Regions from separate parts of the Mus musculus genome. Here region 1 is linked to region 2. A link is a contact called in public promoter capture Hi-C data. All regions are on one chromosome and are shown on one strand. The core of a region is the stretch at or near the end of the contact, and the rest is flanking DNA. Distances in the headings are between cores, read along the strand shown. Region 1 holds the start of A630019I02Rik (RIKEN cDNA A630019I02 gene). Region 2 holds the start of Thbs4 (thrombospondin 4).

The links. Promoter capture Hi-C pulls out the DNA fragments that hold promoters and counts their contacts.
Region 1: a promoter capture Hi-C map of pre-B cells shows a contact between it and region 2, with 5 times the contacts expected there. The contact joins the promoter of A630019I02Rik here to the promoter of Thbs4 in region 2. A contact is called at or near these places in 14 of 39 promoter capture datasets (the 3T3-L1 cell line, 3T3-L1-derived adipocytes, HPC-7-derived erythroid cells and 9 more).

What each region holds. Positions count from the first base shown.
Region 1 is chr13:93,091,843-93,096,236 of GRCm38.p6, forward strand. It overlaps A630019I02Rik (RIKEN cDNA A630019I02 gene), which reads left to right and starts at 2,991. Exons shown (of 4, transcript NR_046182.1): 1 at 2,991-3,321; 2 at 3,872-3,897; 3 at 4,013-4,209. Cmya5 (cardiomyopathy associated 5) reads right to left here. Exons shown (of 13, transcript NM_023821.3): 2 at 1-4,394.
Region 2 is chr13:92,791,848-92,796,313 of GRCm38.p6, forward strand. Thbs4 (thrombospondin 4) reads right to left here and starts at 2,971. Exons shown (of 22, transcript NM_011582.3): 1 at 2,733-2,971. The coding sequence starts at 2,826.

The DNA of each region.
Region 1 (4,394 bases), core at 1,741-4,240, 300 kb after region 2:
CCATGAGCTTTTCAGTTGGAGAGATGCGCTGTTCAAGCCTCTCAGCAGCTTTTGATTCTTCCAATTTGAAAGGTCGAGATTCCGGCATCCTTTGCAACTCTCCTACTGCTTCATTTTCCCTGAGTTCCAAGGGAGCCATGATTTCTTGCTTCTCTGCCAGGCCCCTCTTCCCTGCCAAGGAAAATGATCTAGTTTCCCAGCCATCCTTCTCCTCTGTTGGACGTTCCACTTCCTCTTCACAATGTTCCAAAGAAGTGGGTTTTGGCATTTCTTGTCTAAGTCTGTCTTCACCAAGATCACTTAAACTGCCTTTTGATTCCACTGGCAGAATCATTGATGCTGGTTCCTCTGAGTTCATCCTTGTGAAGGCGGACTGGGCTGATTTGGGCTTCTGTGGCATTCTATCTACTACGTCAGATGACGAGAGCCATGTTTCCTTGTGATCACTGCTTGGCTCTTCCTTACGTGCAGAAATATTCCACATAGACGGAGAAGAGACCTCTGGCTTCTGGCGTCTTTGGCTCTCAGTAATATGAAGAGGAGCCATGTTTTGGGCTTCTTCCATACCCACTTTCTCACCCATAGGGGAACAAGGATGAATTCCAGGATGTTTGTCACCAACTGAAGTAGCTAAGCTTTCGCCCATTCCTTCTGAGAAGCCTGGCAGTTCCTTCTGCCCATAGTTTTCAGAGTTAGACTTAGGTTGCTTTAAAACGTCTTCGTTTGATAAAAATGTGAGTTTTTCTTTAAGGTCTTGACTTATGCTGGATTTAACTGAAACGCCTTTGGGCTCCTCGGCCAGTTTAACTGTGACCTCAGGTAATGAATGAACCGCTGGCTTCTCGGCTATATTAACCTCAGCAGGAACTGTACCTTTAGGCTCTATGGCAGGTACTGCTTTCTCTACAGAGGGACCTGGACGAGTTTCTAGATCTTCGTTGTCAGAGACCTTACTATCTGGAATGCTTGATCCAAACAATAAACTAGACATCCATGATTTAAAAGATGAAATGCCTTTCTTTCCCTTCTCTGCAGGAAGACCTTGCTCAGTGACGAGTGACTTCTCAGATGGCTTTTGTGTCACCTCTGGGGTCTCTGGAGGTTGAGGTGTGGCTTTTGCTTTCACAGCAGGGACAGATTTACTTTGGGTGAGTACTTCCACGTTGCCAGAGGCTAGCTTTCTCCCTTCCTCAGAATCATCTACAGCCTTTGACTGAACCCTTCTGGGTTCCTGAGATAGCTTCTCACCAGACACTGGTGCTTTGCTTGTTTCTTGGTTTCTGGTTTCAGATGTGTGATCTGTATCCAGTGGAGCAGCCCCAAGTTTCTCTGACATCAGATCAGTGCTCTCAGAGGACTCCAGCTGCCCAGTTCCTGGTTTTCTATCTTCATGCTGATTGACTAAGCCATCTGGCTTTTCCAGCATCCAGGTGTTGTCCTTTGGAGAAATGAGACTCTCTTTCACTTTTGATCCTGTAACACTGGCACGCTCAGTTGTCACAAATGGCTTGGGTTGCTCCAAATTCTCCTTCTTCTCTGCCAATTGTTTAACACCCAGCTCTGGCTTATCTGCAGAAGAGCTGCTCTCATCAGGCACCTCAACAGCTTGGCCCTCATGAAGGGTCCGTTTAGGCTCTTTTTGCTCAATGGGGAGGTCAAAAGAAGCAGTCTCTAATGGAGCTGAGGCAGGCACAGGAAGCTTCCTGTTTTCTTCTTGTTCTTTTCCTCTTCTCTGAAGCTCAGCGGGGCCCTTTTCTAAGATAGAAGGCCCTGGTTCCGTTCCGATGGGTTTTACTGGTTCTATACCTAAGGATCTATCTCTATCTCTACTATCAATGAGTTCTGACCCAGCAGTTGGTACTTCTGATAACTGTTTGTGCTTCTCAGGCTCTGGGGGGAGCTTTATAAGCTCTTGCTCTCCTGACAGGAAACTCCCCGGCACTGGAGAAGATGTCTCCTCTGCTTGCCTGTTCATCTCATGTCTGAGGGCCAGTAATGTTGGAGCTAAATCATCTGAAACTACATTTTCAGAATCAGGAGACCTTGTTATCTCCTCGTGTTTGTCATTTGGCACCGTGGGTTTGGATGTGGGTGACACTTGCAATGGAGGTGGCTCGTTGTCTTCTCTCTCTACCTCAACCCCTGAGTTGACAGGAAGTTTGGGTTCAGGCCTTAACACCTCTGAGGTAGACATGCTGGGCAAAGGCAAACCACTGCCTAACTCGCTCTTCCCTACTCCCTTTAAGCCTGGGTGTTCCACAGGGCTGGCAAGAGATGGATCTGTCAGGACTTCATCCCTGCCTAATTTAGTTGAATTTGAATCAAGCTTAGTTACTGGCACTGTGGTGGCAGAAGAGCTGGCTTCTGTGTCTTTCCCCATCTCTTCCATCAATGCTGGAAGTGCAGGTGGTGCAGGTGGACTGTGTTCTGCTCCCCTCTCTCTCCCCGATGAAGCCGCAGGAAGTTCCCTGGTTATTTTGGACTCCTGTTTCACTTCCGTTTTCACTGCAGATAAAACCTTAGGTCCAGAAATAGATGTTTCCTCTGGAGGTGAGTGTGGTTTTGCCACTTCAGGCTCATTCTTTGACAACATTCTCTGTTCTAGTTCAGAAGTCACAGTTGGAGCTAAATTGAGTTTGACATCCGCCTTTGGCTCATCTCCCAAGTCAGACAAAACTGAATATTTCATCCCAGACCCTGGAACATTTGGGAGCCGAGGCTCTGGTGTCTGATCCTGCGATTTGTGTGCTGTCGCTTCTTGAGAATCCAGCACAGCTTTTTCCCTTCCGACTCTGGGCAAAGCCATCTGTTCATCTGCACTTGTTAGAGTGAGAGGTGCTGTGGGCTCCTGCTCTGGCTTAAGCACACAGGTTGACTCGGGTGAAACTGAGGGCTGAGAGGTGGGCAAAACGGATGTGGTTTCTTCCTTTACCACTGATGAGAGTGCAGAAGAGGAAGCTGCTATTGTAACTGCTGGCAGACTACTCTTTGCATCTCTCTTCTCCCATCCACTGGTTGGTGGTGGTACCAAATCTTCAGCCTCAGGCTCCAAAGATGCCTGAGTTTTCTCCTGCTGTGCCAGGATGAGATATTCAGACACAGAGGTTGAAATTGTTGGAACATCTGACATAGTTTCTGCTTGGCCGGTCTTATCTGCCGAAGGTAGCAGGCTCAGATCTTCGAACACAGGCCTACAAGGGGAAGACTCCTCCCGCTCCTGCGATGGCTCAGAATGCTCAGGCACAGGCGTGACCACTGAGGACCCCGCCTCTTCTTCATCTGCCTCTGAGAAGTAGGGATAGTCTGGAGCAGACCTCCTAGGTAGTAATTCGTCTGGCTCGACCTTGTTTTGCTCTGTTTCTGCGATTCGGTATGGTGGGATTGACACCTGTGATGCTGAATCCGGAGAAAAGAGGTCAGCCTCTTCCGTGTCCTCATCAGACAGAACAGTCTGCTCAGAGGGGGACGTTAAGCACAGTGGAGAATCCCGCCCCAGCTCTCTCTTCTCTAGTTCCTGAGTCGGATAGGGTGAGAATGAGAATTCTGACGCAAATGCAGAATCAGGGGAAAGGGGCCCAATATTGTCCTCTTCCTGCCCTTGCTCTGATAGACCTGTGGGTGAGGAGGCACCCTTTAGAAGCAGAGGAGATGTGTGGCCAAGCTCTGGTGTGGAAGAGAATGAGCCCCGCTGCTGGTCTCTGCTCCCTTCTTCTGATTGGACCACTTGTTCGGATGAGATGGCCCAGGGAGGTGGGGCATGGCTTTCAGAAAGCAGCTCAGTGGTTTGTGGGGGGAGAGCGCATTCCACTGCAGAGACCTCATTGGATGAAGATAGCCCAACTCCAATGGCTTCCTTTTCTTCTTCTAACAGGGTTGCAGGATCAGAAAGGCCTCTTGGTTTGAATTGGGGCATGTCATCTATTGTTTTTTGGGGGGATTCCCGTGTTGCATTTTGTGAAACCGAGGGTTTAAATGGCAGCTTTGAATCTGATGCGAAACTTCCACTTCCTAGACTCTCATCTTCCGATAGAACTGCCTGGCTCAGTGCTGCTGGGGGAAGTAGCCCAATATCTTCTTTCTCATCTTCTGCCTGAATGATGGGCTCAGAAACACGTTGGGACTTTAATGGGAGCTTGTGGTCACCTGTTTTCAACAGCAACTCTTGCGCATGTGCTGGAACAGAATACTCAGCCGCAGATTCAGATTCTGGTGAGTGACACACGCTCTCTGAGGCCTCATCTCCAGACAGGACTGGTGAAACTGTTGAAAAGAGTGGGGACTGGATGGCAGATGTCTTCTCAGTGGTGGATGGAGAAAGAGACTGCTCAGATACAGAGGTCATAGCTGGGGAATAAGACTCACGTTCCTCGTCGTCCTCTGAAAAGACTGCAGGT
Region 2 (4,466 bases), core at 1,721-4,220:
GGCTAACAGGTATATAAATAAGTGTTCATATGCCCTTTAGTTAGTAATGACAGAATCGCTAACTTAAATAACACTATTTTTGCTATCAAATTGGGAAAAAAAAATATAGTAATACCTAACACTGCAGTTGAGAGTTCAAGGTATTCTTACATGTTCTGCTCAGTAAGATTTAAATTAGTAAGAATTCTCTTTTTCCAGTAGTGGGGATTGAACCCAGGACCGCATGCATGTCGACAGGCTCACTATCACTGTGCCACGTCATCAGGTCAAATCGATATGAACATTCTGAAGGTCGTTTAAGTAACAGTATCAAAGACTCTGAAACACAATGCCTCTTGACCTAGCAAATCTACTTAAAGAACTGTATTGGAAGGAAATGATAGATAACGGACTTAGGTACAATGTTCACCATCACTTGTGAACCTACAGATTCTTTAGTTATGGAAGGAACTGGGTGAAACTAGAAACTGGAAATATGGAAGCTCTCTGGGTTGAGTACTTTGCTGTGAAAATGTCAAGAGAAGAAAGACTTTACAGTTAAAGCAATGGCTGGTGCCAGTCCAAGCCATCCATCACTTCCATTTTCTAACGGAATGTCTAATCTATGATATCAGAATACCAGTGACAAATTTAGTGTCCTACACTACAAAACAGACTAAATTAATTTTGGCCCATGTTTTTGAAATGTAGTTAATTTCATACAGAACATTTTTGTTCATGATAAAGTTATAAAAAGTTACAAAGTTATGTATACGTATAACTTGCTGTCTTTAGTGATTTATTTGTTTAGACAAAGATTTGAAACAAAAGTTGATTCAATAACATCTTTATATTAACAGTAGCTATTTCTAGGTTGTATAAGACTTTTTTGTTGTTGTTTATTTTCTGGCAATTCTGGTTAGGTTTGGTTTTTACAATGAACAAGTGTTGCTTTCTACTAAAAACTGAATAAAAATTTAAGGCAAACAGGAAAAACCGTAGTTACTTGAGAATGTCTACTTTTTTAAACAGATAATTTATTTCTCTGCTGTTTCTTTCCCCCTAGAAGCCCTCACATAATAGCGACTTTAATACTAGCTGAGTTGAAAAGCAAAACATCTCACCTATCCTTCTAGTGCCCCACATCCTCAAGCTACAAAAACGGGTTTATAATTTCTAAAGAATTGAAAATGTATCATTCCCACCAATGGGGGATAAGGTTGGATAAAGTGTTGTGCTTGAAAACTCCGTTCTAGATAAGGCACCTCCAGGAGACAGACATAAATTCAGAGTCTGAGAACTGTCTTCTGAACTGACTCCTGATGCTTCATGCCGGCTCCAACTTCGATCCGGCCTGTGATCTTGCTGGCTCTCCATGAGAGCTTCAGTCTGCCTGGCTCCCCGTTTGATTCATTTGCTGCTCTTGAGTCTGAGCTTGGGTAAGTGAGCAATGACTTTAGAGAGTGTTTTGAGGAGGAAATAAGATGCTACCTAACGCTATTACAGTTCAGTAGAAGTACCAGGATCTGAGCAATGAGCCTCTAGTGTTAGAGGTGAAATTACTGCTACCGATGAGCACGGGGATTGAATACCTGCTCATTCAGGGCTAGCAGCCTGGCCCAGAGGGAGAAGGAGATAAGTGAATTAAATCAGTTGAGCTGCTGATTGCCGACTTGATAATTCTATAAAAGAATCTGCCAGACACCTGACTTAATCAGATTGTCTGCAGAAACTAAGTTAACAGGATAAGTTAGGTTATATCACTTGAATGCAAGTCTTCACTGTCTGGTCTAAAGAAGTAGAATCCAAACCTAACCTACACCACTAAGTTGTGTGCTCCAATGTCAAGAATTTATATAACAGAAGATATTATATAACAGAAAATAACCTCTGGACTGTTGGGTGCAGTGGGTGGCCACTGTGGTGGCATGAAGGGAACACAGACTGCCTGCTCAGCGTGCTTTGCTCAGCCTCGGGAAGGAAACCTTTTTCTCCTCCTGTGCTGCTTCTGGCTTTCCTCATTCTCGTCCATAGTAAACCAATCCAGGTGCCCAGTGTCACGAGGAAGGCCAATGTGCACAGCCTGCCCGAGCCCCGAGATCCTTCCTGGCTGTAGTAATTGCTTCCTTGTGGTCTTTATACGAAATTTTGCTTAGCCGTAAGTGCTTTCTACCTGAAAATTATTTCAACTCCCTGTCAAATATTGAATTTTTTTTTTTTTTTTTTTTTTTTGCCTCTTCACAGAAAAAGATCGATTTCTAAAGAGTCTCAAGTAACCACACTGAGTCCGGGGGAGGGGGGGAGCTAACCTTTGATTGTAAGAAGCACGGAAGGCGGGTGGAGCAAAGCAGCATTGCTCACGGGTGGTGCCACTTGGTGCCAGGGCTTCCCTGAGAGAAGGGACTGGAGGGAACAGACACTGGTCTTCAGACAACCAGGATTTCAACCCCTGCCAGAGGACCAATGACCCTGTGGCACATTCTACAGTGAATGATGAAAACTAGTTTGCACCCCCCTCCAAACTATAGTTTAAGGAATTGGTCCTGTGGTTGGGTAAAGGAATTGGAGAAAATTCTAGACTTTCCTCATCACTTTCAATAACGATGTACTTCCATTCTGGTCCCGGAGGAACAGAGAGGTGCATGGCAAGGCCTCAGGAGCCCAGGCAGAGCAGTGCAAAACTGGCCCCTCTAGGTGATCTCAGGACAGCAACAGTTAGCTGGATGCAAAGGGGACCAAAGGAAGCCACTTACCCTGGGGTGTGGCCTGGGCGCTCGTCCGCTGCCACGGCTGCAGGACCAGGTGCAGCAGGAGGAAGGCGGCCGCGGCCGCGCGTGGGGCCGGCATGGTGACTCTTCTGCTCCCTGAGGGCTGTGCAGGCGACAATGTGGCGTGGCTTTGCCGGCGTAGGGCGCTGTTTGCTGGCCTCGGGCAGTGAGCGCGCAGGTGGCGGGCAGGGCAGTGCGCAGCCGTCGGAGGGGCGCTGGCTGCTGGGCTCCGCGGCCGCAGCCCGCGCTTTATGGTCCAGCCGCCCGGGGGGCGGGGGGGGGGAGGGTGCGGGGGAGGACCGAGTCAGGGCGGCCCCCTTGGCCAGGATCCCCCATTTGCCAGGAAGAGCGGGGACGGCGGGAACCGGGAGCGTGGGCCACCGAGGGAAACGCTGGTGTGGAGACCAGACGGAATGGAATGAGGTGGACAGTGGGAAGGGGTGGGCAGACACAGAAGTGTGCTGAGGAAGGGACAGAGGTTGGGCAGAGAGGGCCACAGCGGAGGAGGCCTCTTCTGGTCCCCTAGCCTTGAGCACCTCTATGCTTTTCCCTCTTACTTTTTATGTTATTTAGAGAAACATCACTTGGACGTGTCTCTAAATACTTTAATTGCTTTCCCAACTGGTCTTGACTGCTGATTCCCCCACAGGATTTGTGTATTTCTACAAGCTTTCCTTGAACAATTGAAATGATGAATTTTTTTTTTTCCACCAAGTTTTGAGACAGAAAGAGTGATAAGTGGAAAGGATTGATTTATTTATTTATTTATTTATTTATTTATTTATTTAATGCGGGGGTGTTGGAAATAAAAATGTCGCAAGGTATCCACGCAGACAGTTAGGCAGAGATGGAGATACTGAGTCTCATGGATGATTTACTTCAGGCCAGTTTGCAAAAGGGCTGTGCACCCACCTTGGGCAGCACAACACTTTCTAAAGGTTCAGTTTGAAGCTATGGGGTTAGGAAGACAAAGCAGGGGCACTGGAGTGGCCCCTCTTCCTCCCAGGCAGAGCCCTCAGAGGGTGTCATGGATTAACTAAAGGGAAAAACATTTGAAAAGCGGCAGTAAAAATATTCCCTGTGTAACAATCCCCACCAGTGCAGAGGGCTTCAGAGGATTTCTAGACCTATCTCATCTGTATTCTCAAAGCATTCCATTTGTAGAAGCTATCTACCACCAGCTGGGTGGTTAACCCACCATTCTATCTCCAATCCCTCTCCACTCCTGATTGTGTTTACAGCTAATAAGTCGAAGATCTGAGCTGTCCTCTCAGCAATCTTCTCTTTGGTGTCTAATAAAGGCCTCTCTGGGCATTCTGTAATGTTGTTTTATCTAGTGCATTAGGCAGAATGGGTCACCATATGCCTATCAGTTAGAACTGAAAACACACAAAAGGGGCAGGTATGCGTCCCTATGCAATAATGAGATGGATCAGACTTTGGAATATTTTCTCCAGGTTTCCGAACTGAGTCTCAAGGTTAGAGGGGTGGAGGGCTCTAGCCTATGCTTTAGACAGAAGAGCTCTGCCTTTAGACAGAACAGCTCTGCCTTTAAATGCTCCGTACAACTCGCTCAGAGTAAGTTTTCCTTGAAGCGAGTGTAGAGTGTATGAATATTTACACGTTTAAAAGCCAACATTTAGCTGGATGAGTGCATTAGAATCTTCTTCAGGAGGTTACACACACACACACACACACACACACACACACACACACACA